Regions from separate parts of the Mus musculus genome. Here all the other regions are linked to region 1. A link is a contact called in public HiChIP or PLAC-seq and promoter capture Hi-C data. All regions are on one chromosome and are shown on one strand. The core of a region is the stretch at or near the end of the contact, and the rest is flanking DNA. Distances in the headings are between cores, read along the strand shown. Region 1 holds the start of Sdf2l1 (stromal cell-derived factor 2-like 1). Region 2 holds the start of Spidr (scaffolding protein involved in DNA repair). Region 3 holds the start of Slc25a1 (solute carrier family 25 (mitochondrial carrier, citrate transporter), member 1). Region 4 holds the start of Dgcr2 (DiGeorge syndrome critical region gene 2). Region 5 has its middle 18 kb from the start of B830017H08Rik. Region 6 holds the start of Klhl22 (kelch-like 22). Region 7 holds the start of Med15 (mediator complex subunit 15).

Region 1 (3,458 bases), core at 499-2,998:
AGAAGTGGCAAGAAGCGAGACATACCACCACCAGAAGTTTTTTGGTGCACTTTTCTCTATGGAGTCCTGACAAATGGAGCTCAACTACGAAATGTAAGATGGACCAATATATGTGTGTCATTAGCAGAGAATCCATTATCATATGTCCTTTCATGTGTTTGTTTAAGCAAAACATCCTTTTATCTGAATGTTCCTTCATGAGTCTGTCTTAGCTTTTCATCTATGTCCACTTCAGCAAAACGTTCCTTCACATGTTTGCTCCAACAAAACATCAACCCAATGCAACTGACACATAGAGTCCTTAAGTCTCCACTTCAAGGGCTGGAGAGATGGCTCACTGGTTAAGAGCACTGTCTTCCAGAGTTCCTGAGTTCAGTTCCCAGCAACTACATGGTGGCTCACAACCATCTGTAATGGGATCCAATGCCCTCTTCTAGTGTGTCTGAAGACAGCTACAACTCATATACATAAAAAAAAAAAAACTGTTTTAAAAAGTTTCTGTGAGAGAGAGAGAGAGAGAGAGAGAGAGAGACGGAAACAAATATAAAATGTCATGAGGTGAGGCCCCATAAAAGTTAAAAGAATTTTTGGTTCCCCCATTTTGGCTCTGGAGTGTAAGCAGAGATATTTTGTGTGAGGCTGTGGTCCTTTGTGAAAGGCAGTTCTGGCTGAGCCTTTTGTAAATTATTCTTGTTAGACATTCATGCACGAGATCCCCTCCTTCTCAGCCTCATATTCATGTGTGTGTTAGGGTTAAAGGCCTGACAAATGACTCTATTTTGATTCTAACTATTCTGACACAGCTTACTTAGAAACATGTTGTCTGCCTGTCATCCTCTCTAGGCGGATGACCTCAGACTTATTCTTGAACTTCCTGCCTCCACTACTTGAGGGTTGATTTGCTAAGGATCAAATCCAGGGTTTTGCGCTTGCTGGACTCACTCAACTGAGCTACATCTGCAGACGGAAACATAAACTTTAATGCAAACATAAACTTTACTGCGTATCTAGCTAGTGCCCTAAGTACATGCTTCATCAGCTTCTTAGTAATGTAGCCTGGAGGGGCAGTTCCTTTGTGAATACTCAACAGATGGATGGATGGATAGAGTGAATGTGTGTACGTGAGCGCGCGCGCCAGCACTGTGTGAGTGTGTGTGTGTGTGTGTGTGTGAGAGAGAGAGAGAGAGAGGGCTCACAGCTTTGTCATCCAGCAACCTTAGGATTCTGCCACCAAATGACTCAAGTAGCTGCATGACTAAGAGAATTAAAAAACCATGGGGTCCAGAAACTGATGTGATTCAGTTTGATTAACTCCTGGGGCCAGGAGATTTCAATAACTTTGTTATCTGCCCACTTTGAGACCACAAAATCTCGTAATTAACATAAGAACCTGTAGCTTTATCCCGGGGTCTGAGTGGAGGGACACGAGACTAAAGTTTAGGGGGTCCAGGGTCAAAGGGGTTCCTATACCTACTACACCCGAGGATCTCTAACCGGGAGCCAAGTGACTAGAAGCAACCAACCCGGGTGTGCGGCTTTCCGTGGCCTCTCCGGGGACGCTCGCCGCAGCCACTGCTTTATTGGCGGGTCCTCGGAAGCGTGGACCAGTTAAAATCCTCCTGGTGTCTCCAACCCCTTTCCAGCTACCTCCTTGGAAGCTGGGGGTGGGGCCGCTGCACACGGTCCAATAGCAGTGCAGGAGGAACGCGCGCGCGCAGACGATTGGCTGCCGTGGGAGGGCGCTGTCAGAGCTGGATTGGCCGCTGTTGAGGACGGAAGCGCAGAGGTCTAGAGCAGCTGGAACCTGGCCGGCTGGCGGGATGTGGGGCGCGAGCCGGGGCAGGGTAGCGGGGCCAACGCTGCTGGGGCTGCTGCTGGCGCTCTCAGTGCGGAGTGGGGGCGCGTCCAAGGCCAGCGCCGGGCTAGTGACCTGCGGGTCAGTGCTGAAGCTGCTCAACACCCACCACAAAGTGCGGCTGCACTCACACGACATCAAATACGGATCTGGTGCGCAGGGGTGGTGACTGGGACCGCCAGGGGGCGGAGGGCTTAGAGACTAGGTGGTCCTAGCGGGGTCTGTGGGTTGTCAGGGAGCTGGGTGGTTGCGAGTCTAGACTCGCTTGTGGGTCGTGACTGACAAGCCTGAGGGATCGAGGATGCGCGGGAAGGGGGAGGGCGATGTCCACCGGTACTTAGGGTCTGGCCTGGGCTGGGGTGAGCTCTTTGGATCCTAGAGTGGTAGGGGCTGTGAGGGAAACTTTTTAGTGTTCAAGACGAGGGTCCGGAGGTCTGTGATTAACAAGAATCCACGGGGTGGGGTGGGCTGTTACTCTTCAGGCAGCGGCCAACAGTCGGTAACCGGCGTGGAGGAGTCCGACGATGCCAATAGTTACTGGCGGATTCGCGGCGGCTCCGAGGGTGGGTGCCCGCGCGGACTCCCAGTGCGCTGTGGGCAAGCAGTGCGGCTCACGCACGTGCTCACCGGCAAGAACCTGCACACGCACCACTTCCCGTCGCCGCTATCCAACAACCAGGCAAGCCCCGTTCCGAAACCCACAGAGGCTGCGTGGGGCAGGGACCCAAAGACAGAGGGAGGGATGTAGGGGAGGGGCCCAAGAGGGGACTCAGTGTCAGCTACTGTGAATTGGGAGTTTCTATTCAGAAGTTTATGGAGCTCCTGCTCTGGGTCCTGTCCCCAGTAACTTTCTCCACCGAGTTAGAAGTGAGAGATTAGTTCGTATTTGGACACAGAGGTGGACCCACAGCGCAGATAATAGGAAACTGCAGGAAGGAGAAACTCAGGGCTGGGTCTTAAAGAGAAGTGGGAGCTTCTTCCTACTCCTTCCCCTCTGCGAAAGAGTTCCTACTAAAGTACAGTGTTCATTGCAGCTGGTCTGGGAGGGACGCAGGGAGAATCTGACAGTGCTTTGGAGAGTTTCAGGGGGAAAATGTTGGAGGGGAATTTGGGGGTAAGGCCAGTTGGCACTACACAGTCTGATACAAGAGGCTCTATGCACCTGAAGAATGGGGTGAGAGTCTATTTTGAGACCAGATTTCTCTATGTAGCCCTGGCTGTCCTAGAACACACTATGTAGACCAGGCTGGCCTTAAACCCCCCAGAGATCTGCCTGCCTATACCTTCTGAGTGCTACGCTTAAAGGCGTGTGCCGCTGAGCCTAGCTAGGGCAGGACTCTTGGCTTCCATTTTCATAGCTGTGAATGCTGAAGGTCAGGAAAAGGAGCAGAGGCCCCAGGATACTAGGTGCAAATATGACGGCCAGACATGCAGCTCAGGGGAGCTTGTGCCCTCTGTGTGACTGTTCCTATACCTTATACTCTCAGGAGGTGAGTGCTTTTGGGGAAGACGGTGAGGGTGATGACCTGGACCTGTGGACAGTCCGATGTTCTGGGCAACACTGGGAGCGAGAGGCCAGTGTCCGCTTCCAGCACGTGGGCAC
Region 2 (3,458 bases), core at 350-2,849, 990 kb after region 1:
AAAACTAAACTTGGTGTTTCCTTTCACGTAGCCTAAGACAGCCTTGAATTCACTACTTTTGGGAATTTGGGAAAATTGTAATTCTCTAAAATATCAGCCCATGGGAAAAGAAGGGCAGGATTTTTTTTTTTTTTTGCAACTCGGACTTTAAAAACAAACAAACAACAACAAAACAAATATTATTTTGCCATGTGCGGTAGTGCACAGCAGTAATCTCAGCACTCAGGAGGCAGAGACAGGAAAATCTCTGAGTTGAGGCTAGCCTGGTCTACACTGTAAGTTCTAGGATAGTCAGGGCTAAGTAGTGAGAGACCCTGTCTCAACAAACACAAACAAACAAGCTAACCAGTGGAAGAAACAAACAGAAACCCAAAGCAGACAGAAAACCCCACTGTCTTGTGTTACGTCAGTAAGCCAGTCATTTTGTCCTTTTTTCTCCTATGCTGTAGTCCCCCTTTGCAGAATGGCATATCAAAAACTGCTCCACTTGCAGTAGTATTTTTAATTCATTAAGGGCCTTGTTTCCCACTCTGCCTATCTTTCAGTTAGAGAATAAAGTCACCACCCAGGCTCTAAGCTCCTCTTCTGTACACATCTGTAAATACAACTTTCTGAGAATCCTTTCCATTGTCCACTCCAAGTTTTCAACAATATAGTTTATTTAATATTTTCTTCAATATATATCTTTATAGAATATGCCTCCGCTAATCTAGTTTCTACTTAAGTCCCATGCAAACACATTCTTGACAAGGACTTATTTAGTGTTTTTTTCGACACTAGAAACCCTGTTAATCCAGTTTCCACTCAAGTAGCAGCTCTCTGTCCTGCTGGTTTGAACATACATAGACAACTATGTCCTAGCGCTTTAAAACATCCAAGGAACGGCTTCATCTTCCACATTAAAATGTTCCCTGAACCAGCATCTAGAAATTTAAGAATGTAAGCTCTCTGGCTTTTCCCAGATCTATAGTATGTGAAACCTACTTTATAACAAATCCAACTAGTGTTCCTATAGTTTTTTTTTTTAAATAGGAAATCTTTGCTCTTGATATTTATGAATTTTATATTTAAGAATTCCTCATTAGTTAGAGAAGTACTATTCCTTTTCCTGGCTTACTTATGTTTTATTACTAATTAACAATAATTATTGAATTCTAGTTTACGGCTGCCAAGCCAACGACCACCATATCCCAGAACTCACTTGGCTCACCTCCCACCCTTACTTGTGTTACATCATTTTCCATATAAATAAGGAGAACACCCCCTCCTCGCTCTCTTCTCTTCTCTCTCTGCCACTCCCTTATCTCTCCCTCTCAATAAAACCTCTTCACGTTGAACTGCCTGGGCCTAGTGTGCTTCTTGGTGACCCGCTATTCTAACACATCACTGGTTACTGCTCTAAGGCTTTGCTTAGCTAGGAGAGAGGATGACCTGTAGATCAGCTCTCAGGCTCCCTAAAGAGCGAGAGGAAGAGCCTAGACAGCAGCTCCCTCAGTTTGAGCCCGTGGAACTTGAGACGACGGCTTTCGCAAGGGGCGGGGCGCGGGAAGGGGCGTCTCCGGAGGAAAGGGGGCGGGGCGCGGGAAGGGGCGTCGCCAGAGGGAAGGGGGCGGGGCGCGTGATGGGCGGCTTCCGGATGGGGCGGCGAGCAGGAAGACTGTGCACGTAGGAGATGTCTGGAGCCCGCCGCCCCGGCACGTCCAAGGTACGCTGTGCTGTTGCTATGAAAGCAGAGGGCGGGCGTGTAACCTCTGTGGGCTTCTCGTGCCTGTCCCTGGTCCGGTGAAGGGAGCTGGTGCGCCCAGTCTGACCGGCACGAGCCCGTTGGTGGCGGTCGGTCTAGGCAGGGTTCCCTCGCTCTGCCTCTGCCCAGGTCTGCTGAATGGTCCTGGGAACCAAGCGGGTGGGTGGCTGACAGGGAGGACGAATTGATTCGGAGTGAGTGTGAGCTGGCGTCTGGCAGTTCATTTGCCTCCGTTTTATTTTGTTGCTTAACACACCAAGACAGTAGTGGGTATTGGAGTATCTCTTCTGTCCCAGGCATCTTTTGCTACACTTTGCTTTCCCGCCTAAACTTTCTGAGAGGCGTGCTTCTCCCGTGTCTCCCGCAGTCCCTGTATACTGTAGGCACTGTTGTAGGAACTGTTACATGGATGAAATTTAAGCGATCCTCTACATTTCTCCGACATTGTGTTTCTCTTGGATCATATTTTGCCTTTTCAAAGTTCCTCACTTACAGATGATTATTTCATAATACTCAAAATTTAGAACAGCAAACGGTGCTTCATTCCCTCACCTGCTCTTCCTTTCACTAAATGCTAAACTCCCTTAACACTACCATTCGTACTTATTTCTCAGATAGCCTTGAAAGATGACACTGTGAACTTTGTAACTTATTTAGAGAGTAAAAGCACGTATAACTTATGATTTAAAAGACTAATTTAAATTTCAGGAAGACTAAAAGATGAAAAAATCAAGGAATTAAAACATTTCTACATCTAACATAAATTAGTTCTTGCAGCCCTCGATACCCTTGCTAACTGTATACATTTATTTAAGCGTCCCTAAAGTCCTGATTCACTCTTATAGCTGCTCATTCACTTCTCCTAACTGCCCAGCTCCAAATTTTGACTTTGTGCCTATTCTCAACAACTTTTTTTTTTTTTTTTTTTTCGAGACAAGGTTTCTCTGTGTAGACCAGGCTGGCCTTGAACTCAGAAATCCTCCTGCCTCTGCCTCCCGAGTTCTGGGATTAAAGGCGTGCGCCACCACGCCCGGCTTCTTTTCTTTTCTTTTCTTTTCTTTTCTTTTCTTTTCTTTTCTTTTCTTTTCTTTTCTTTTCTTTTCTTTTCTTTTCTTTCTTTCTTTCTTCTTCTTCTTCTTCTTCTTCTTCTTTTTTTTTTTTTTTTTTTTTTTGGTTTTTTGAGACAGGGTTTCTCTGTATAGCCCTGGCTGACCTGGAACTCACTTTGTAGACCAGGCTGGCCTAGAACTCAAAAATCCGCCTGCCTCTGCCTCCCAAGTGCTGGGATTAAAGGCATGCGCCACCATGCCCGGCGCCTTTTCACAACTTTAAGAGTTTGCCCTGGACTGCGATTTTTAGCTGTCACTACAGCATAAAGAAATTACAGTGTGTTATGAAACCATTTGTTTAGCTTATCAGGGCCCTAGCAATTTTTCCTAACTTAGAAATCTGTTGTTTTTGTTATTTCTTTCTGCCCTCTTCATTTTATTAGTTTCCAATAGCTTTTCTTTTCAGTAGTTGTGTTACTTAACTGTTATGTAAAGATTGTCTCAAAAGTGAAGCAGCTTTCCACAAGTATTGCTATCAGGATTCTGACTGTAGTTTAAGCTTATGGTTGTAGCTTCTCCCAAGACTTCTCCAGAGAAGTCTTCTCCCAAATTCACTGAGGTAGGGGCCAGGGTGGTGGTGGTTGTGGTAAGTTTCAGTTTGTTAG
Region 3 (3,458 bases), core at 304-2,803, 800 kb before region 1:
GTGTGGCAGTCATGTGTCTAGAAACACTAGCACAGCCAGCATTTTTCTTACCTCCATGCCCAGCTGTGGACTGCTGCTGTGACCCACCAGGCTCTGGGAGAGTTCCTTCTCACGTGTGCTAGAAAGGGCGTTGAATTGAAAGCCCACCCAGGATTGCATGGAACAAGCCCTCAGAGGCTGTTGTATCCTGAATATACTGGGTGTAGTGAGTACTAACACTGGTGGGAGAGGAGGACAGGATGCCAGCTGGCCTTCACCAGCTGTTGTTACCTGAGCTAAGAGTCCAGTTGTGTGTGTGTGTGGGGGGGGGGGTGTTCCAGCTGCACCTCTAGCCTGGCCAACCTCCCACTGGCCCCCAACTGCCATCCCCATACTCCTTGCCTCCAGACATCTGCTGGCCCAGTGCCTTAGGCTCTGATGAGTGGAATTGATCCTGTTCCTTCTGCCCCTCGACCACACAATGGCATTCAGTACAAGTACTACAACCCACAATCCCCCAACCCGACCCCCCCCCCAAAAAAAACCAGCAGAAGCCAGACTAGCTATAGGCTCTCCTCTGCTATCCTACAGGCTTACCCTATTAATACTCTACAGCGCCTGCCTACAAGGAGCCTCCTTTGAGTGCTTTTGTTTATACTGGGTAATGTGTCCACACCCAACCCTCAACCCATTTAACCTTTTCTGGGAAAGGAATCACAAAGGACTCCAACTGGGAGGTACAATATCTGGGCACTCTGTTTTAGCTAAAGCCCTGTGATAGCTTCTGAGCCAACCCAGAGCTGGGGGAGATCACTGACCACCCCCAGCGACTGCTTCCTTTCAGACAGCAGGGAGGTGGACCCTTAGGCCTCCAAAGGTCTGCAAAGACTCCTGGGAGCTTCACCCCAAGCCGGCTAGGGCTGCCCCCTCCAGGCGGCTTTGAGGATATGTGTGGCAACAAAGACTTCTCAAGACTTTGAGCCTCCTGCCGACCATAAATATTAAAACATGTTTATCAGAGCAAAGCAGCTCTGCCTGGTGATTGTGTGGGTAGGCGGGACAAAGGCCAACTTAATAGGCCCTTCAAAGATTCGCTAGAAACTGAAAGGAAGGGAAACCTGCATTTGTCGGGGGAACCTGCCTAGGAAAATTCTGTTTCCGGACGAATCCGGGAAGGGCAGAGTGATCATCGCACTGCCCGGGAGGGTGCACGAAGGCCAAGCTCTGTTATTACAATAATTCAGAAGACTGAATTCACGCACCGGGGTGGATGTGTCCCTACATCGCCCCCAGGATCTCGAGGCCCACCTTAACCCCAAGGCGCGCTCCAGACGCACGTGTCTCTAAACTGCACCTTGACCCACTGCTACCCGCCTTGGCTTAGCGTTGCTGTCCGGAGACCACGCCTCCGGCGGGGTTCTCCGTCTCCCCGGAATCCAGCACCGGCCATTGGCTGCTCTCAGCTCTCCGCCCCGACGCGTGCCCCAGTGCATCCCGCCCAAGCCTCAGTTTCCCGGCTGGCACGGGGCGTGGCGTGGGCGGGGCTCAGCTCAGGCCACGCGGGGCGGAGCCCGGGAGCTGACGTGACCACCCCGCCTCCCGGACCAGAATTGGTCGTGGTCTCAGTAGCCTCCGGCTCCGCTGCTTCCCGAGAACCCCGCGCCGGAGGCTCGGACCCGAGGTCGACGCCGGGCGCCTCTCCTCCTGCCCGCTATGGCTGCGCCTCGCGGGCCCCGCGCTCTGTCGGCCGCCGCGCCGGGGTCCGGGAAGCCCAAACTGACGCACCCCGGGAAGGCAATCCTAGCAGGTGGGTCACTCGGAACCCCAACTCAGAGCCTGTCCGACAGCGCTTCCGGGTGGGCCGGGGACGCCCAGGCCCCGCCCAACTTCCGGAGGGGCGGAGGTGTCGGGGTTGCGACCCGGGACCCCTAAGTCCACTCGTCTGCTGTCGCTCAGAGTCTCTTGGGCACTCCAGGCGGAGACCACCGGGTGGGGGCGTGGGCATCGTCGGGACGCTGGCAGCGACGCGGGCAAAGTCCGGGCGGGGGAGGGGCCGCGCGGCGGCGGCAGCGGTGGCAGCGGTAGCGGCTGGGTCCACCGGGCAAGGGTGTCCCTAGCCCCAGGCATTTGGTCCCCACAGGCGGCCTGGCTGGAGGCATCGAAATCTGCATCACCTTCCCGACCGAATACGTGAAGACGCAGCTGCAGCTAGATGAACGAGCGAACCCACCGCGGTACCGGGGCATCGGTAAGGAGGGACTCCCGGGGGTGGCTAGGGGGACACTGCGGAGCAGAGGAGCTAGGGTCTTGACCGCGCCTCCCGTAGGAGACTGCGTGCGGCAAACTGTCCGCAGCCATGGCGTCCTGGGCCTGTACCGCGGCCTCAGCTCCTTGCTCTACGGCTCCATCCCCAAGGCGGCTGTCAGGTGAGACTCTGCTCTGTTGAAACGACCCGGAGGGAGTGGCCGCAGCGGGCCCCCTCACATGTCTTCTTCATTAGGTTTGGGATGTTCGAGTTCCTCAGCAACCACATGCGGGATGCCCAAGGTAGGCTCGACAGCAGGAGAGGACTATTGTGCGGTCTGGGTGCCGGCGTGGCAGAAGCAGTGGTAGTCGTGTGCCCTATGGAGACCATCAAGGTGAGGGATTGAGCCTTTCAGGGGTAGCCAGGGTATCTTCGGGCTCCCAGGTTTTAATGGCATGTGCCCCCATGGAGGCTGTCAAGGTGGGAAGGGTCCCCACACATATGCACCAGGTTCGTGGTAAATGGTGGCAGAAAGGGTCTCCTGTGGCGGCTCATGCGTAATAAAAGCATGAGCGAAGTCTTCAAAGCATAACTCACTATTCAAAGTCTAGGAAATAGCAAATGTAACGCTGGGGAAACCCTCTGAGGTCTTGGGGCCTATGTGTAATGGAACTCAAGAACAGCCTAGGGATTTCCTGCAGAAGAGCTGGGAGTCCCCAGCTTTGGCCTAACGTTGGTAAGGTCTGGGTCTGCCAGATAAAGTGCAGATGTGGCCAGGAACCAGGGCCATTGCTTCCTTCCTTTTAGGTGAAGTTCATCCATGACCAGACTTCCTCCAACCCCAAGTACCGAGGATTTTTCCACGGGGTTAGAGAGATTATTCGGGAACAAGGTAAGCCTGGAGAATGGAGACCTGCTAAGTGGGACAGCATCTACTTGAGTGGCTCCCCCTTGACTGCAGGCAGGGCCTGGAAGGCTCCAGCTTGACTCCTGTCTGCCTGTCCCAAGGGCTAAAGGGAACATACCAAGGCCTTACTGCGACTGTACTGAAGCAGGGCTCAAACCAAGCCATCCGATTCTTTGTCATGACCTCCCTACGCAACTGGTACCAAGGTACACCAAACCCTGAGGGCAGCTTATTCCTGGAAGGGCAGGCACACCCTACCCCAGGTTTTTCCTAGCCTCCAAAGCTCCCCTCTGACTTAATCTTCCCAGTATTCTGACTGCAACTTAC
Region 4 (3,458 bases), core at 611-3,110, 760 kb before region 1:
TCTACACAGGTAACCCTTAAAGTCACTGAGAAGGTGACTTCAGTGGGTGAAGTCACAAAGGAGTAATGCCCAGGGGGAAATGAGGCTATTGCCTGGGGTGCTTGGACTTAGAACCTGGAAGGTCTGTCAGTGTACTGGAGCATACTGAAGGTGAACAAACTCGTTTGTGCTTGGCTCCAGCCTGAGGTAAGGGGCTTCACCTTTTTTTTTTAAAAGATTTATCTATTTATTTTATGCATATGAGTACACTGCAGCTGTACAGATGGTTGTGAGCCTTCATGTGGTTGTTGGGAGTTGAAATTTTAGGACCTCTGCTTGCTGCTCACTCCGGCCCAAAGATTTATTTATTATTATAAGTACACTGTAGCTGACTTCAGATGTACTCATTGCAGGTAGTTTTGAGCCACCATGTGGTTGCTGGGATTTGAACTCAGGACCTTTGGAAGAATAGTTAGTATTCTTACCTGCTGAGCCATCTCACCAGCCTGGGGCTTCACCTTTTAAAAGAGCACTTTTGAATGTGTTTTGGGCCCTGAGACAGACCTGGGCCGACTTCAGGTTCTTTATCTCCTGGCCCAGTGGTGGTAGTGGTGGTGGTGGGTTAAGGAGTTAACTCTGTGCTTTCATTGTACCGCTCAGCCAGACTTCTCACTTCCTGTCCTGCTCTTTTCTCTTCCAAACCTTTCCTGGACTCTTAACGGCGGCTCTGCAGGTGGACAGTTGGCAGGAAGACTGCACTTGGCTGAGTTCCCTCCAAAGGACCTGCCCAACTCAGAGCTCTGGCTGAGCTCCCAGGGCAGATTTGCAGTGGGGGTGGGTATGGGGGCAGAAGGCTAGGCCTGGATCTTGTACTCAGTGCTGGGAATGTGCCATAAAACTATCTGAGTGCCCAGAGCAGCACTGGACAGGTACCCTTGCTTCTGCCAGCAAGGAACCCCCCATCTGTTGTGACAAGTCCTATGTCCAACATCTTGGGCCAAGACCTGGTAAAGTTGGAATGTCTGACGACTTGACCTTGACTTTACCTACCTATAACAAGTTAGCATCTTTCACTCATGGCTCCATGTATCTATCGTAGGTTGAAATCCTGGGACTTTGGTGGAGGGGCAATAAGAGTGAGTCAGATATGCTGGAGGTGACTGGCCTTCCCCACTTTTCACTTCCTTCCCCTGAACAGATTGGTTTTTCATTTGCTGTCTCTCCTTCCACGTTCATGCTGTTCATGAAGGCAGGTGTGAGTTTAGCATGTGGAGCCTTGTTCCCAGGCTTTAGCCCTGTCTCTGCCTGGGCTTTTTTTCTCCATTGTATAGGCAGCTCCTTCCCCAGATCTGGTCCAGAGACTCTGGGCTTCTCTGTTAGATTCTGACATCCATTAAGCCATTTCCTCCTCTGTTGATATTCTTTGTGCCATTCCCTGATCCACAGAGACTGCTGGTCCTTTATTTTCACTAGAGCTCTTCACTTTCTTCACAGCCGTTCGGCGTTTAGAAGACCACTTTAGGGAATATGTTGGCACTGGGACAGACCTGGGCCTCCAGGAGTAAAGATCGTTCAGGTCCAGCTATACCTCCTCAATTCACTAATCCCGGATTCCCCACTCCTACCCACCCCAGACCCTGGCGCCAGCACTGTCAGTCCTTGTGACCCTACCAGCACTAGGGACCCCTTTTGGTACCTCGCTGCCAAGGCTGCGTCCCACCTCTCGGTTCAGCCAATGGCACGCCTCATTTCCTGCTAGCCCCGCCCTTGGCCCCGCCCACTCGCTCATTCCCTAGGCCTCTCGTGCTCATGCCCCGCCCCGCGTCTGGAGCTCGGGTCCTACCTCCCTCCGCCACCCCACCCCCCGCCCAGCTCGGCGTTCATTGGTTAGTGCGGGCCGGAGGCGGGGTGGCGCGGGCCGGAGCAGGACGGCCGCCATCTTGCGCGAGCCGGAATCTCATCCCGCTCCTGCGGCCTAGAGTGCGCGCGAGTCGGTGGCGTTCTCTTGCCGCGGCCCAGCTGGATCCCTCGCCTGCCGCCCCTCAGCCCCAGGTCGGAGTCCGGCCTTCACCCACTCCTCTCGGCCAGGTCCGGCCTCCCCGCGGGGTCACGCGGCTGCCCCGGGGACGATGAACGGAGGATAAATGGTGCCCAAGGCAGACAGCGGTGCCTTCCTGCTGCTCTTCCTGCTGGTTCTCACTGTCACCGAGCCGCTGCGGCCAGGTGCGCGGTGCTGAGGGTGGGGGCGCGGTCGGGGGTGGGGCTGCGGACGTCCGTTCCCCCGCGGCTGCTGGGGGCTACTGCTCCTCGGCCCGGCACAGGCGAGGCCTGGCCGCGGGCCTCTGGGCGTCCCCTGCCCTGGCACAAATTGGAGTGTACCAGGGTTCGGAGCCTCGAGGATGTTGCCTTTAGACCCAGGTCCACCGAGCGCCGCGTGCTCTGGGACCCACTGGCCAGGAGCTGCGTCTCGGGCGCACCCTTCTGCTTGGCTGAGTGGAAGTCTTGGAAGCAGCTTGTGGAGGCACCTGGTGCCCCAAGTGTCCGCCCAATTGTGGCCTAGTGCCAGCGTTTCAGCCCTGGACAGCGATGTCTGGTTGCTCATTGCCACTTAGTGAAACGCTTTATCACAGAAGTCCAGCCCTGCCCAAAGGAGGTACTGGGAGTAAACTGAGTACCAGGTGCAGGGGAGAGTCCTTTCAGCGGTGCCTGGCACTTAGTGCTTTGTGTGGTGTGATTAACTACTTTTGATACTCCCTTGGAGTTTTGTGTGGTGGGGAACCTCAGGTCCCTTTTCTGCTTATTTCAGATACTTCTGAACTGTGCCCCCCCCCCTGCAAAAAAAAACCTTCACTGCACCCTACTTCCGCAACAAAGCCAGGTCAATTTATCCATCAGGCACAGGAATACCAGTACAGCCTCACTGTCCCTTTAGGGATCCCAGCAGGGATGTCTTGTCTGTGAACTTTCAGAGACTCCTCTGTACTAGGGCGGTGGTAAGTAGAGCTCTTAATGCTTTTAGCAGAGGAAGGTTCCCATGAAGGAATGCCCCAGGCAAGTCTTCTATGGGTGACATCATGACTGGGTGTCAGAACAGGTGGGTGCACCCTCAGCAGTGTCCTATCTCAGCTCCCATCCTGCAACATATTTCAATGCTTGGCTTTGTGCTTTTGTCCCATGTGGAAATGTCTGCCAGAGCCTCAGTGACCAAGCCCAAGACAACACTCAACTGAACAGAGCGTTTCCCTGGGCTCCAGGAAGGGAAAAGCCAGCTGCTCTGCATAGTGAACTGACTGGTTGTAAAGTAGCCCGCTAGGAACCCTTGTGGATATGATTCTCTTGTCAGGCTAAAGGGTTTGTGGGTTCTTACCTTTTACATATTGGTAAACATGTTTGTATACTTCTGCATACAGTGAACCCATTCTGATTGTTGGGTCCAGTTTTGCAGGTGAGGTCCAATGCCCCTTGCCAGTCTGTTCCTA
Region 5 (3,458 bases), core at 474-2,973, 680 kb before region 1:
AAACAGGGGTCTCTCTACACAGCCCTGGCTGTCCTATGCTCACTATGTAGACAGGCTGGCCTCGAACTCACAGAGATTCAACAGCCTCTGCATCCTGAGCAGTGGGATTAAAGATGTGAGCCACCATGCCAGGCCTACTTCTTGTATCTTTTTGAGAAGCACTGTTCTATCTCAAACTAAACTCCTGCAGAGTAAGGTGAGAATCTCCCCGGTCAGAGGCAACAGTGGAGTTGTTCCTGAGTAGTCAGATATAGCACACTGCCGAGGTCAGAGGTGAGCAAGGAAAGTGAGGTTGGGGCAGCCCTTGTGCACACGCACTACCTCACAGGATAGCTCCACAGAGGACATCCTAGGAGGCAAACCCATCAAGAGGTCTGCTGCTACGTTTCTGATGTGTTCAAGCAGCGCCAGCTGTTGGGACGGAGTACTAAAGAGTGAGAGGAGGCAGTCCTCTTTCCCCTGAGGCACCACAGAACTGCTGGCTCACATTTTTAGACTTGAGTTTATGCCAGTGCAATCTGTGGGTGGATGTATCTGGGACTGAATCAGCTCCTGATCCCGAGACCTGATCCTGATCTCAGCCCTCGGGGATTGATTAGAAGCCTGGCTGGGTCTTCAGCTGGAAGAGTTCCTTTGGCGGTTCACTTGGGCACTCTGCTTTTGTGCCTCTGGACTTCCGGGTGCTTTTGGTTTTCTATTTAATTTTCTGGTTTATTTGCAACTCCAGTCCAGCAACCCAGTCTGAGCTCCAGGGCCATGCTTCTGCTCCGTACAGAAAACTCTGCTTCAATCTCTTAGAGATTGGAAGGTGGAGCCTGAGATAATTGGAGGACATTTACAATACAGGGCTATATCAGGCTTTGATTCTCAGGCAGGTCAGATGGGAGGCAGCCCAGGTAGTATCCTGGCCTGGGAGCTGCAGAATGACACTGCACTGGGGAGCGAGGCTGCGCTGTGGAAGCCAGCTCCTATTGCTAGTGGGAGCGACCTCATAAAGGAGAGCCTTGGCAGCCACAGTGGGACTGAGGAGGCTGTCCCTCTAGGGTGCCCCCTCTCCTTTGATCAAGGCACTCTCACTGAACACTCATCTGCCAGATGCAGCAAGGACATCCAGTCCACAAAGGGACTGCCTCAGAACCACCAAAGAGCACAGCAACCGTCAGAAGAGCCCAGGCAATCTACACGAGAGCACAGACAGCATGAGGTGGGTGGGCACTGACGCTGCGGAGAGCAAGTCAGCCAGTGCGGGAAGGTATTCCTGCAAAGCTCCCGGCCCTTTCGCTGCACTTGCGCAATGGCCTTCAGATGCCACGAGTGCAGCAAGGCCTCTGGAGCGCCGACCTCGTGGAGCACCAGCGCAGCCACGCTGCTACTCATGCCCCAACGCGCACCCGCGGTGCACGCGGGCGATCGGCCCTACAAGCGCGGTGCCCGCGAGAAGGCCTCCAGGGGCAGCTCGCTGTTCAGCACGCACCGCCCAGCGCGCATCGGGGTGAGACCCTACGCATGCGCCGCCGAGTGCGCCAAGGCCTTCAACCAGCGCACGCACCTCACCCGCCACCTCTACGGCCACACGGGTGAGAGGCCCTGCAGGTGCGGCTGTGGCAAGGCCTTCGCCTGCCACTCTTCGCTCACCGTGCACGAGGAGATCCACCGTGGCCACAAGCCACTCAAGTGCTGGGACTGCGCCAAGGCCTCCCACAGGCGCGCGGGCCTCGCCCTCCACCAGAGGGCGCACACGGCGACATGCCCTTCAAGTACTGCGAGTGCGGCTCTGCTGCCCCTGGGACATGGGGTGCACCAGCGCACCCACAGCGGGGAGAAGTCGTTCCGGTGCTTCGAGTGCGTTAAGGCCTTCAGCTTGTACTCCTACCTCATGGTGCAGCCAAACTGGCGAGAAGCCCTACAAATGCCACAAGTGCGGCAAGACCTTCACCCAGAACCACTGTCTTACCACACACAGGAAGGTTCACCCCGGGAGAGAAGGCTTTCCAGGGCGGGAAGGATTTCTGCTGGAACTCACACTTGGAGCGCCAGAGGTTGCACTGTGAGGAGTTCAATAGGGGCTTGCTGAGCTCCATGCCTGGCAGCCTGCTGGATGCAGGGAATACCAAGGCGAGTGGCATGGACCCCATAAATGCTTTGAGCATAGCAAAGCTGTGTGTGATACAACTGACCCCTGGAGAACAAATCTGTCAATCAGGGTGACACTCGCCGGTTACTTCCCCACTCTCCCAAGTCATCAGCTCTAGATTCTCAGAGCCAGACGACTGTCCCTCCAGGTGAAAAAGCCTGGCTTGACCTTAAAGTAGTCTCTCACAAGCCATTCCCTCCTACTAGATATGGTCATGGCTAGGGAAGAAGTCATCCTACCAACATGCTTAGTGGGGCCAGAGCCATGAGAGTTTTTGCAGCTAGACACAGGCATTTTTCCTTCTCTCTCTCTCTCTCTCTCTCTCTCTCTCTCTCTCTCTCTCTCTCTCTCCTCTCTCTTCCTTCCTTCCTTTCTTTTTAAAAATTGTCTTATTTATTTATTTATTTATTTATGAAATAGAGTTTCTCCGTGTAGCCCCGGTTGTCCTGGAACTCTTCCCACAGATCAGACTGGCCTTGGCCTACCAAGTGCTGGAATGAAAGGTGTGCATCACCTCCTCCCAGCTGGCATTTTCTTTTAAAAGAAAATAAGGGCTGTGCAGATGTGTAAGTGGGTAAACTGCTTTTTGCCATGCAAGTGTGAAGGCCTGAGTGTGCACCTCCATAACCTGTGTGAAAGCCAGGTGTAGTGGACAGGTGTACGCCCACCTCTGAGCAGAACAGGAACCAGCAGGCTCTTGAAGCTCTCCAGCCAGCCAGTCTAGCTGAACTAGTGAGACCCTGACATTTCCCAGTGAATTTTTAATTGTTATTTAGGTGCTTTGCCTACATGTATGCTAGTGCATTGCCTGGGTGCCTGGTACCCACAGAGGCCAGAAAAGTAGATTAGATCCCCTAGGACTGGATAAACCCGTGTCCTCTGGAAGAGCAGTCCGTGCACTTTCTACCAAGCCATCTCTCCATCCACAGAAACCTGGCTTGAAAAATAAAGTAGATCCACATGTGGTAGCTCATGCCTTTCATATCAGCACTTGGGAGGCAGAGGCAGGAGAATCTCTGTGAGTTTGATGCCAGACTGGTCTACAGAGAGAGAGAGTTCTGGGCCAGCCAGAGCTCTATAGTGAGACCATCTCAAAATAAACAACTAATGTAGAAAGCCATAAAGGAAGGCACCTGGTGTCTCCCCACAAGCATGCACACACAGATACACACACAAATTAAAAGCTCTGGAGAAATGTCACAGAGGTGACAACATAAAAACCTGAGTTCTAGTCCCCAGAGCACACATACCCTCCCAATGCTGAATCAAGGAGGGACAGGAGGATCTCTGAGCCTTGTTGGCTGCCATCCTAGCTCCTGTCTTG
Region 6 (3,458 bases), core at 424-2,923, 630 kb before region 1:
CATCTGTGGGTGATTAATTGTCCTAACAGACACTGACCCTCCCCCACCATGCACATGTGGAGGTGGTCCTCACAGTTGTCAGCTGAGCAGCCTGTCTGCCCTCTTGGAAGGGGATGGATATCATCTGCTCTCTAAACGGCCACCACAAAAACAAGTACAGTAAAACAGATGGCTACTCCTTTGGACAGGCAGAGCACAAGAAAAGCTCAAGAAAAGAAATTCAGTACAATCAAGAATGCAACAACATCCAGAATCTCTGGTATAGCCAGACAGGATGGTAACAGATCTGTAACTCCACCACTCCGGAGTGCTGATACAAAAAGATCACAAAGTTGCCTATAAGGAAGAGGTGGGGTTAGAGTGCTCAGTGCACTTAATGCAAAACTATTCCTGCCCGGAACTGGAGCTCCCAGCGCTGACATCGGGTGGAGGCGCCCTCTGCTGGTCTCTAGAGCACCTTCACCCAGGTGCACATACAGACCACTTGTTTCTAACAGCCTTCGCTGTCACGGAACTCTTTGGTGATCAGCCTGGCCTCAAACTCACAGAACTCTACCTCCAGAGTGCTGGGATTAAAGGCAGGGACCACCACACCTGGCTTCACTCTTTTTTTTTAAACGACAAAACATTAAGGAGACTACGGTGACTGCAGATCTAAGATATTCCTCTACACATTCCTTTAGCTTCTGCTTATAACTTCATGCCCCTCTCACACATATAAACTAGGTTCCCTACCATTGTTTGCTACTACAAACAGCTGTGCACTGAAACAAATTTTAGAGGAATCTTCAAGGAATCATTTACTGGAAAGGCATCCTCAACCTTCTGTGGGGGCTCCCATTCCGTATCTGTCCTCAACGCATCTGAACCACAACGTAAGGTGTGCAACAAAAGGAAAAACAGCAGCTTGGGAAGAGCAGAAGAGGGAGCGGGTCCTTATTACCACGGGGGTGGGAGGGAGCATCCAAGAGGTGTTGACGTGCTCTATGGCTTCTTTCCCAGAGCACGGACGAGGAGCATCTCGGAGATCAGGCCTTACCCTAGGAAGCAGCCGCGGGCAGAAGGTGGCCCCGTTGCGCCCGGACAGGTCCGTTCGTTCGGCCTGTACAGGATCTAAACTAGTACAATCCGGGGATTTTGCACTGACAGCGCTTGCTCTCCGGCTTCTCTCAACAACCGCAGCCGCGGCTGATGAGCTTGAGGTCACGCCGGGAGAGGCAGCCAGGCCCGCCCGCTGCCTGTTGCAATCCCTGCTCGAATAGCTTCGAGGGACGGGGACAGGCCAGAGGCCACACTCGGACCCACGGCTGGCGACAGAACCTGACCAACCGGGCTGCGAGGGCCACGGTCCGCTTCAGCCACGCGCAGGCCTCGGCGGGCCCGCGCCACAGCGCCAGGCCCGCGCCGGACGCCCGGGGGTCGCCCGGCCAAGCCCCCGCCACGTCAGGCAGTCGCCCGTGCCCGCCCCAGGCGCCCGCGGTACTTGGCCCAGATCTCCGCGCCCTCCGCCATCCCCGCTCCCTCTCCCATCCCCGCGTGCAGCACAAGCTCGGCGAAGAAGGCCTGCCGGGCCCGCACGGTACATGCCTCGCAGCTGACCTGGTGCTGCCGCAAGCTGAGGCCGCTCTCGCAGCAGGCGGGAGGCGGGAGGCTGGAGGTGGGGGCGGAGCCTCTCCGTCACGTGGGATGCCGCGCAGGCGCAAGGGGACTCTAGGGGGGGTCGCTGTTGGGCGGGGCGGGAAGAGGCTGAAGGGTCAGACCCCGGCTGCTCTTCCGAAGGATCCGCTGTCCGGAAGCTCCACCCTCGAGGTGCCTATTGAAGGTGCAAACCTAGGCCCTCCTTCTTTCCCTTTCTCCTGGCCTCATTCTAACCCTCACTCATTCTCTCACTCATAGCTTCTTCACTGGCTTGTCTCTTCACACCCTTTCACTCACCATCTCCCTCATCGACTCCTTCCTTCCCTCACTTTCCCGTTTCCTCCCCCAGTCATTTCTTCGTTTCTCCTGCATTACTTCCTTCCCTCTTCATCGTGCGTCTATTACTTCACTCATCGTCTCACTTGTCCCCTCCTTCTTGCTTCTTCCTTGCTTCCTCTCTAGGTCGCTCCCACCCTCTCTATCTCTTTCTGTTTTCCTTTCCCTCACAGCCCTATTTATTGTCTGAGGTCTTCCTTCTGCCTCTTATTTCCTCCTTGTCGCTCCCTGGTTTCTTCTGTCATTGTACTTTAGACTTTGGAAGGCTCCTCGTCCGGTGCTTGCTGTGGAGAGTGAAAACAAGCAAAGGCTTTATGTACGGACAAGTGTTGATTTTCCTCTTTTCTGAGACTCCAGAGTAAATCTGGTTCCCAGTCCCAAAACTCACCTGCCCCTAGCTGTCCTGGGGACACCCACTTTTCTCTGCTTCACCTCGAGGAGGACCACACTCTGAGGGGCGCATACCTATAGCAGAATCCAAGAGTGGAGCTGTAGGGCCTTCTTACAGATAGATGGGGGGAAATTGTAGTTTCAATATGGTGGAGAATGTAAGAGAAAAGATGTCGCCAAGGAAGCCTCCTCATGAAAAGGGGGAGAAAAAAAGGAAGAAGAAAATGAATAAAAGAAAGGCTGTTTTAGGGGAACCCTAATTGCTGCCCGGAGGCCTAGCTATAGATCCAGATGAAAAGACCCAGCCTCTAGAAAAGGAGGCACCCAATGCACGTGAACTTCTACCTGTCAGGGCTCCCTGGACCAAATGACTCCACCTGTGTTGCTGGAGACTTTTAGACCATGATAAAAGTATTCTAGCAAGAGATACCATCAGCAAATATATGAGATCCAACAAAAAGTAGAAGACAACACTCCCTTGTCACTTCTGACTATCGGAAAACACAACTGAAACAGGTCACCCACTAGAAAGTTCTAGAGATACAGAATAGCAGAATAGGAAGAAATCTCAAAGTCTATGCCCCAAACCTAGTTTATATAGTATGAAGCTCTTCCCATTCTAAAGACCTAAGCCCACTTTGGTCTCTGGATTTGAAAGGAAGATTCGTTTTCTCCTTGTATAACAGTTTTCCCCAAGATTGGAGCATTCTATTCTTCAGAAAAACTCCTTAAGCAGGAAGGTTAAAAAATTCAAAATAGTTTCAGGAAGTCCTTGAAACTGACCAAATACACTTGGTCCCTCCCTGTCAGAGAAATAATAAAAGCTGAGACAGGTGAAACTGAGCTGCACAAAAGACTCTCAGAGGAGAAAAGCTGCACAGTAGACTCAGACCAGACCAGCTGCCTTGACAAACCAGAAAGCAGCTGGGCTGCCTGGAAGAGGTTTAGGCCATCTGAGATACCTGGAAAGGACTCTCCAAACTCCTCCCCTGCCTGCAGGCTGTGCAGTGTGCTCCAGGCTCCCAGCCTGCTGTGCAGCTGTCTTTGAGTCATTTCTGCTCCTTAAGTAACCTATCACCTATATCCCTGTAAGA
Region 7 (3,458 bases), core at 423-2,922, 590 kb before region 1:
ACCACCATGCACCACCATGCCTCCACTACCATGCACTACCATGCACCACCATGTCTTCAGCACCATACCTGCACCACCATGCATCACCACGCACCACCATGCTTGGTGGTTTTGAATTTTCTTTTTAAGTTTTGTCATACTCAGTTTTTTTTTTTTTTTTTTTTTTTTTTTTTTTTTTTTTTCTTTTTTCCGGAGCTGAGGACCGAACCCAGGGCCTTGGGCTTGCTAGGCAAGCACTTTACCACTGAGCTAAATCCCCAACCCCCATACTCAGTTTTTTAAAGACTTACTTATTTTATGTATATGAGTATATTGTAACTGTCTTCAGACACACCAGAAGAGAGCAATAGATCAATGCTCTTAATGGCTGAGCCATCTCTCCAGCCCCCACACTCAGGGGTTTTTTTTTTTTTTTAGATTTATTTATTTATTTATTTCATGTATATACTGTAGCTGTCTTCAGATATTCTGGCACACCAAAACAGTACATTGGATGTGAGCCACCATGTGGTTGCTGGGAATTGAACACAGGACCTCTGGAAGAACAGTCAGTGCTCTTAACCTCTGAGCCATCTCTCCAGCCCTGACACTCAGTTTTTAATTCATTTGTGTTTAAGACTTTTCCAAAGGCCAAAAGTTTTTTTTTTTAAAGGGTGCTTTCTTCTATAATAATAAACACATGTATTTTATTTATTTCTTTATTTGTCTATTTATTTATTTATTTTGGGGTTCATTTTGGGTGTTGTTTGTTTTTGTTTGTTTGAGACAATGTGTCTCTACATAGGCCCTGGTTGTCCTGGAACTCAGTATGTAAACCAGGCTGCCTTGAATTCAACAGAGATCTGCCTGCCTCTGCCTCCCAAGTGCTGGGACAAACAAAGTTCTAAAATGAGGCCTTACATATTGTTGGAAAAAATGAAGACTTACAAAATTGGTTAGTTACCTTGTAATCTCTACTCTAAACTTAAATCATATAAACATTGAAAGGTGAACTCGAGACACATAAGCCCAGCAACAATTATCCACTTAGACCAAAATGTCCTGTATTAAGGGATGCACCACTAAGAAGCAAGGAATATGAACCACAGAGAAAACATTAACAGAAATAATGCTTTTGCTTTCCTTTTAAATATGGAGCTTAATGATTCAATGAGCAGAGATCCTAAACCTAACATTGCTTGTTGGTGAAATACTAGCTTTATTTTGATGACTGTAGAATGTACATATACTTATGTACACTTAACATATGTTAGAAATTAAAATCTCAATATTTAAATACCAAATTTATTTAAAATACCAAAAATATGTTATACATTAGCAATTATCCCAACACTGGCAACAAAATATACATAGACTCTGTATGTGTGTCTGTGTGTGGTGTGTGTGTGTCTATGTGTCCGCATGTGTGTCTCTCTCTGTCTCTGTATCTGTCTCTGTGTCTGTCTTTCTGTCTCTTTTTTCTGTCTTTCTCTCTGTTTCTGCCTCTGTCTGTGTTTCCGCCTCTGTATCTCTGTCTCTCCCTCTGTGTCTCCCTCTCCCCCTCTCCCCCTCTCCCCCTCTCCCCTTCTCCCTCTTCCCCTCTCCCCCTCTCCCCTTCCTCTCTTCCTCTCTCTTTCTGTGGCGCGCATGCGTATACAAAAGCAAGACTTCATTTCCCACAATTCTTCCTGTACTTCCGGCGTGGCCCAGTAGCGGGATCGCTCGGCTTCCGGGTTCGGGCCTGTCGCTGTGGTAGAGGCGGCGGCGCCGGGGGTGGCCGGTAGGGACTCGGGCTACAAGAGTAGGGGCTCCGGGCATGGACGTTTCGGGGCAGGAGACCGACTGGCGTAGCGCCGCCTTTCGGCAGAAGCTGGTCAGCCAAATGTGAGTGTGGCCTGGGGCAAGGACCGGTGGTCGGACCTTCCGGGCGGGGAGGGTGAGGCCGGGCTAGACCCGCTCTTGACCCTGGTCAGAAGCTGCGGTGTCCGCTGGGTGCCGGGGACGTACAAGGGTCCTCCTGGAGTCTCTCTGGCCTTTCTCGGCAGACAGGGACTGCTGGCTAGTTTTTCTGGGGAGGAACTCTGCAAACCCAGCTAGTGCCCTGGCTAGTGAGTCATCGTCCTGAGCCGCCTCGTCATTTGTGTGCAGATTTTCCTTTGCTTCGATTCGCACCGAATATAGAAAGAGAATGAGGCAGCCAGAGATTTTACACGGGTGCCGCGTGGCTTCTTTTATAAAATAAATAAATAAAACGAAAACCACATCAATGAGTTGGAGGAGGCTGGAAGGAAGGTAAATTGGAAGATTGATGTGTTTGGGTTGTAGGCAGTGGAATAGAAGAGTGCTCCGGTTTCTTCCACAAGGTGTGTCAACTTGGCCAAAGGGTAGCAGGAAATAGCTGTGGGAACTTCGGGAGTGAAGGGCAGGGATGCCCTCTGCCCACGGAGCACTGCAGAGTGCTTGTTGCACTTAGCCATTTTACTGAGTTTCCTAAAGTGTTCAGAAAATTGCCTGTGGCACAGCTTTTCCCCTGAGGGTTGGTACTGTCTGTCTGTAAAGAAACAGTACAGTCGTGCCAATGCTCAGTCATTTTTGTGGGTGCTAAAGTGTCAGTTGAGTAGACTGGAGCAGCCTCGAGTAGGTGACAGATTGAGCTCTAGAGAGAAAAGTAGGAGGGTGACAGGCCACCATTCCCAGCAGATGATTGTGAAAGCATCAGGATGGACGGCTGTAGGTGGAGAGTTCTGGGTCTTTGAAGCAAAGTAGTCAAGGATACATCATGAGGATGAGCAGATGCTGGCATGGTTAGTGTTGGGTGTTTTGGGCAAACAACTTGTACCCGTGGTTTTTTGTTTGTTTGTTTGTTTGTTTTTTAGTTTTTCGAGACAGGGTTTCTCTGTGTAGTCCTGGCTGTCCTGGAACTCAGAAATCTGCCTACTTCTACCTCCCAAGCGCTGGGATCACTGCCCGGCCCTTCCTCCAGTGTTTTACACGTGGTCTGCCTTGAGGTGGTGCAGCATTAGTGTTGGGAAGGCCCCTGAGTCCCTGGAGATGAATTAGGGACCCAAGAGAGGCCAAATAGGCAATTTGGGGAGTTTTTTTCCTTTGGAAGGGTTGGTGGGGGTTCTGTCTTTTTTTCATTTAGATCATATGGTCTCATGAGTTGATTGTAGAAGACTTGGTTGGCAGAGATCATAAAGACCAGTATTAAGTGCTGAACTTGAAAGAGGAAGACAGATTCCAGAGAAAGAGGAATGAATATGTGGACAATTGGTGACTAACTGGATGGAGGGGGTGGGGTGGGGTGGGGTGGAGTGAAGCAATGGACTAAATCGGGGAAGCATCAGTACAGTGGAGGGAGTGGGTACTGTGTCAGTGGCTTGGTACCGCCGCACAATAACCCTTGCACGGTTTTGCAGACAGTTCAGCAAACAAGTGTTTTGTTTCTTAATTGTTTTAGATTTAATTTATTTATATGA

The links. Promoter capture Hi-C pulls out the DNA fragments that hold promoters and counts their contacts. HiChIP or PLAC-seq counts read pairs in DNA pulled down with a chosen protein or histone mark.
Region 2: a contact with region 1 is called in a FOXA1 HiChIP or PLAC-seq map of pancreatic cancer cells. The contact joins the promoter of Spidr here to the promoter of Sdf2l1 in region 1. A contact is called at or near these places in 1 of 39 promoter capture datasets (pre-B cells) and 1 of 115 datasets of contacts at active chromatin or transcription factors (pancreatic cancer cells).
Region 3: a contact with region 1 is called in an H3K27ac HiChIP or PLAC-seq map of microglia, with 4 times the contacts expected there. The contact joins the promoter of Slc25a1 here to the promoter of Sdf2l1 in region 1. A contact is called at or near these places in 2 of 115 datasets of contacts at active chromatin or transcription factors (lineage negative bone marrow cells and microglia).
Region 4: an HNF4G HiChIP or PLAC-seq map of pancreatic cancer cells shows a contact between it and region 1. The contact joins the promoter of Dgcr2 here to the promoter of Sdf2l1 in region 1. A contact is called at or near these places in 1 of 39 promoter capture datasets (neural stem cells) and 1 of 115 datasets of contacts at active chromatin or transcription factors (pancreatic cancer cells).
Region 5: a contact with region 1 is called in an HNF4G HiChIP or PLAC-seq map of pancreatic cancer cells. The contact joins the enhancer-like site here to the promoter of Sdf2l1 in region 1. A contact is called at or near these places in 3 of 39 promoter capture datasets (cranial neural crest, liver and pre-B cells) and 2 of 115 datasets of contacts at active chromatin or transcription factors (embryonic stem cells and pancreatic cancer cells).
Region 6: a contact with region 1 is called in an HNF4G HiChIP or PLAC-seq map of pancreatic cancer cells. The contact joins the promoter of Klhl22 here to the promoter of Sdf2l1 in region 1. A contact is called at or near these places in 1 of 39 promoter capture datasets (pre-B cells), 1 of 115 datasets of contacts at active chromatin or transcription factors (pancreatic cancer cells) and 1 of 9 other capture datasets (adipose tissue).
Region 7: a promoter capture Hi-C map of pre-B cells shows a contact between it and region 1, with 3 times the contacts expected there. The contact joins the promoter of Med15 here to the promoter of Sdf2l1 in region 1. A contact is called at or near these places in 2 of 39 promoter capture datasets (liver and pre-B cells) and 1 of 115 datasets of contacts at active chromatin or transcription factors (large pre-B cells).

The regions. Positions count from the first base shown.
Region 1 is chr16:17,130,673-17,134,130 of GRCm38.p6, reverse strand. Sdf2l1 (stromal cell-derived factor 2-like 1) reads left to right here and starts at 1,748. Exons shown (of 3, transcript NM_022324.3): 1 at 1,748-2,007; 2 at 2,338-2,534; 3 at 3,343-3,458. The coding sequence starts at 1,821.
Region 2 is chr16:16,144,992-16,148,449 of GRCm38.p6, reverse strand. It overlaps Spidr (scaffolding protein involved in DNA repair), which reads left to right and starts at 1,599. Exons shown (of 20, transcript NM_146068.4): 1 at 1,599-1,705. The coding sequence starts at 1,673.
Region 3 is chr16:17,926,314-17,929,771 of GRCm38.p6, reverse strand. Slc25a1 (solute carrier family 25 (mitochondrial carrier, citrate transporter), member 1) reads left to right here and starts at 1,553. Exons shown (of 9, transcript NM_153150.2): 1 at 1,553-1,786; 2 at 2,120-2,227; 3 at 2,306-2,405; 4 at 2,480-2,618; 5 at 3,032-3,116; 6 at 3,233-3,337. The coding sequence starts at 1,693.
Region 4 is chr16:17,890,130-17,893,587 of GRCm38.p6, reverse strand. It overlaps Dgcr2 (DiGeorge syndrome critical region gene 2), which reads left to right and starts at 1,860. Exons shown (of 10, transcript NM_010048.3): 1 at 1,860-2,202. The coding sequence starts at 2,124.
Region 5 is chr16:17,813,771-17,817,228 of GRCm38.p6, reverse strand. It overlaps the pseudogene Zfp520-ps. Among named protein-coding and RNA genes, the nearest start is that of B830017H08Rik, 18 kb to the left of the region's middle. Within about 2 kb of position 1,723, at least 112 of the 459 cell types and tissues checked have an H3K27ac peak or open chromatin away from gene starts, as enhancers often do. A contact at or near this core is called in pancreatic cancer cells, where this site is marked.
Region 6 is chr16:17,757,836-17,761,293 of GRCm38.p6, reverse strand. It overlaps Klhl22 (kelch-like 22), which reads right to left and starts at 1,673. Exons shown (of 7, transcript NM_001359068.1): 1 at 1,600-1,673.
Region 7 is chr16:17,721,161-17,724,618 of GRCm38.p6, reverse strand. Med15 (mediator complex subunit 15) reads left to right here and starts at 1,672. Exons shown (of 18, transcript NM_033609.3): 1 at 1,672-1,863. The coding sequence starts at 1,796.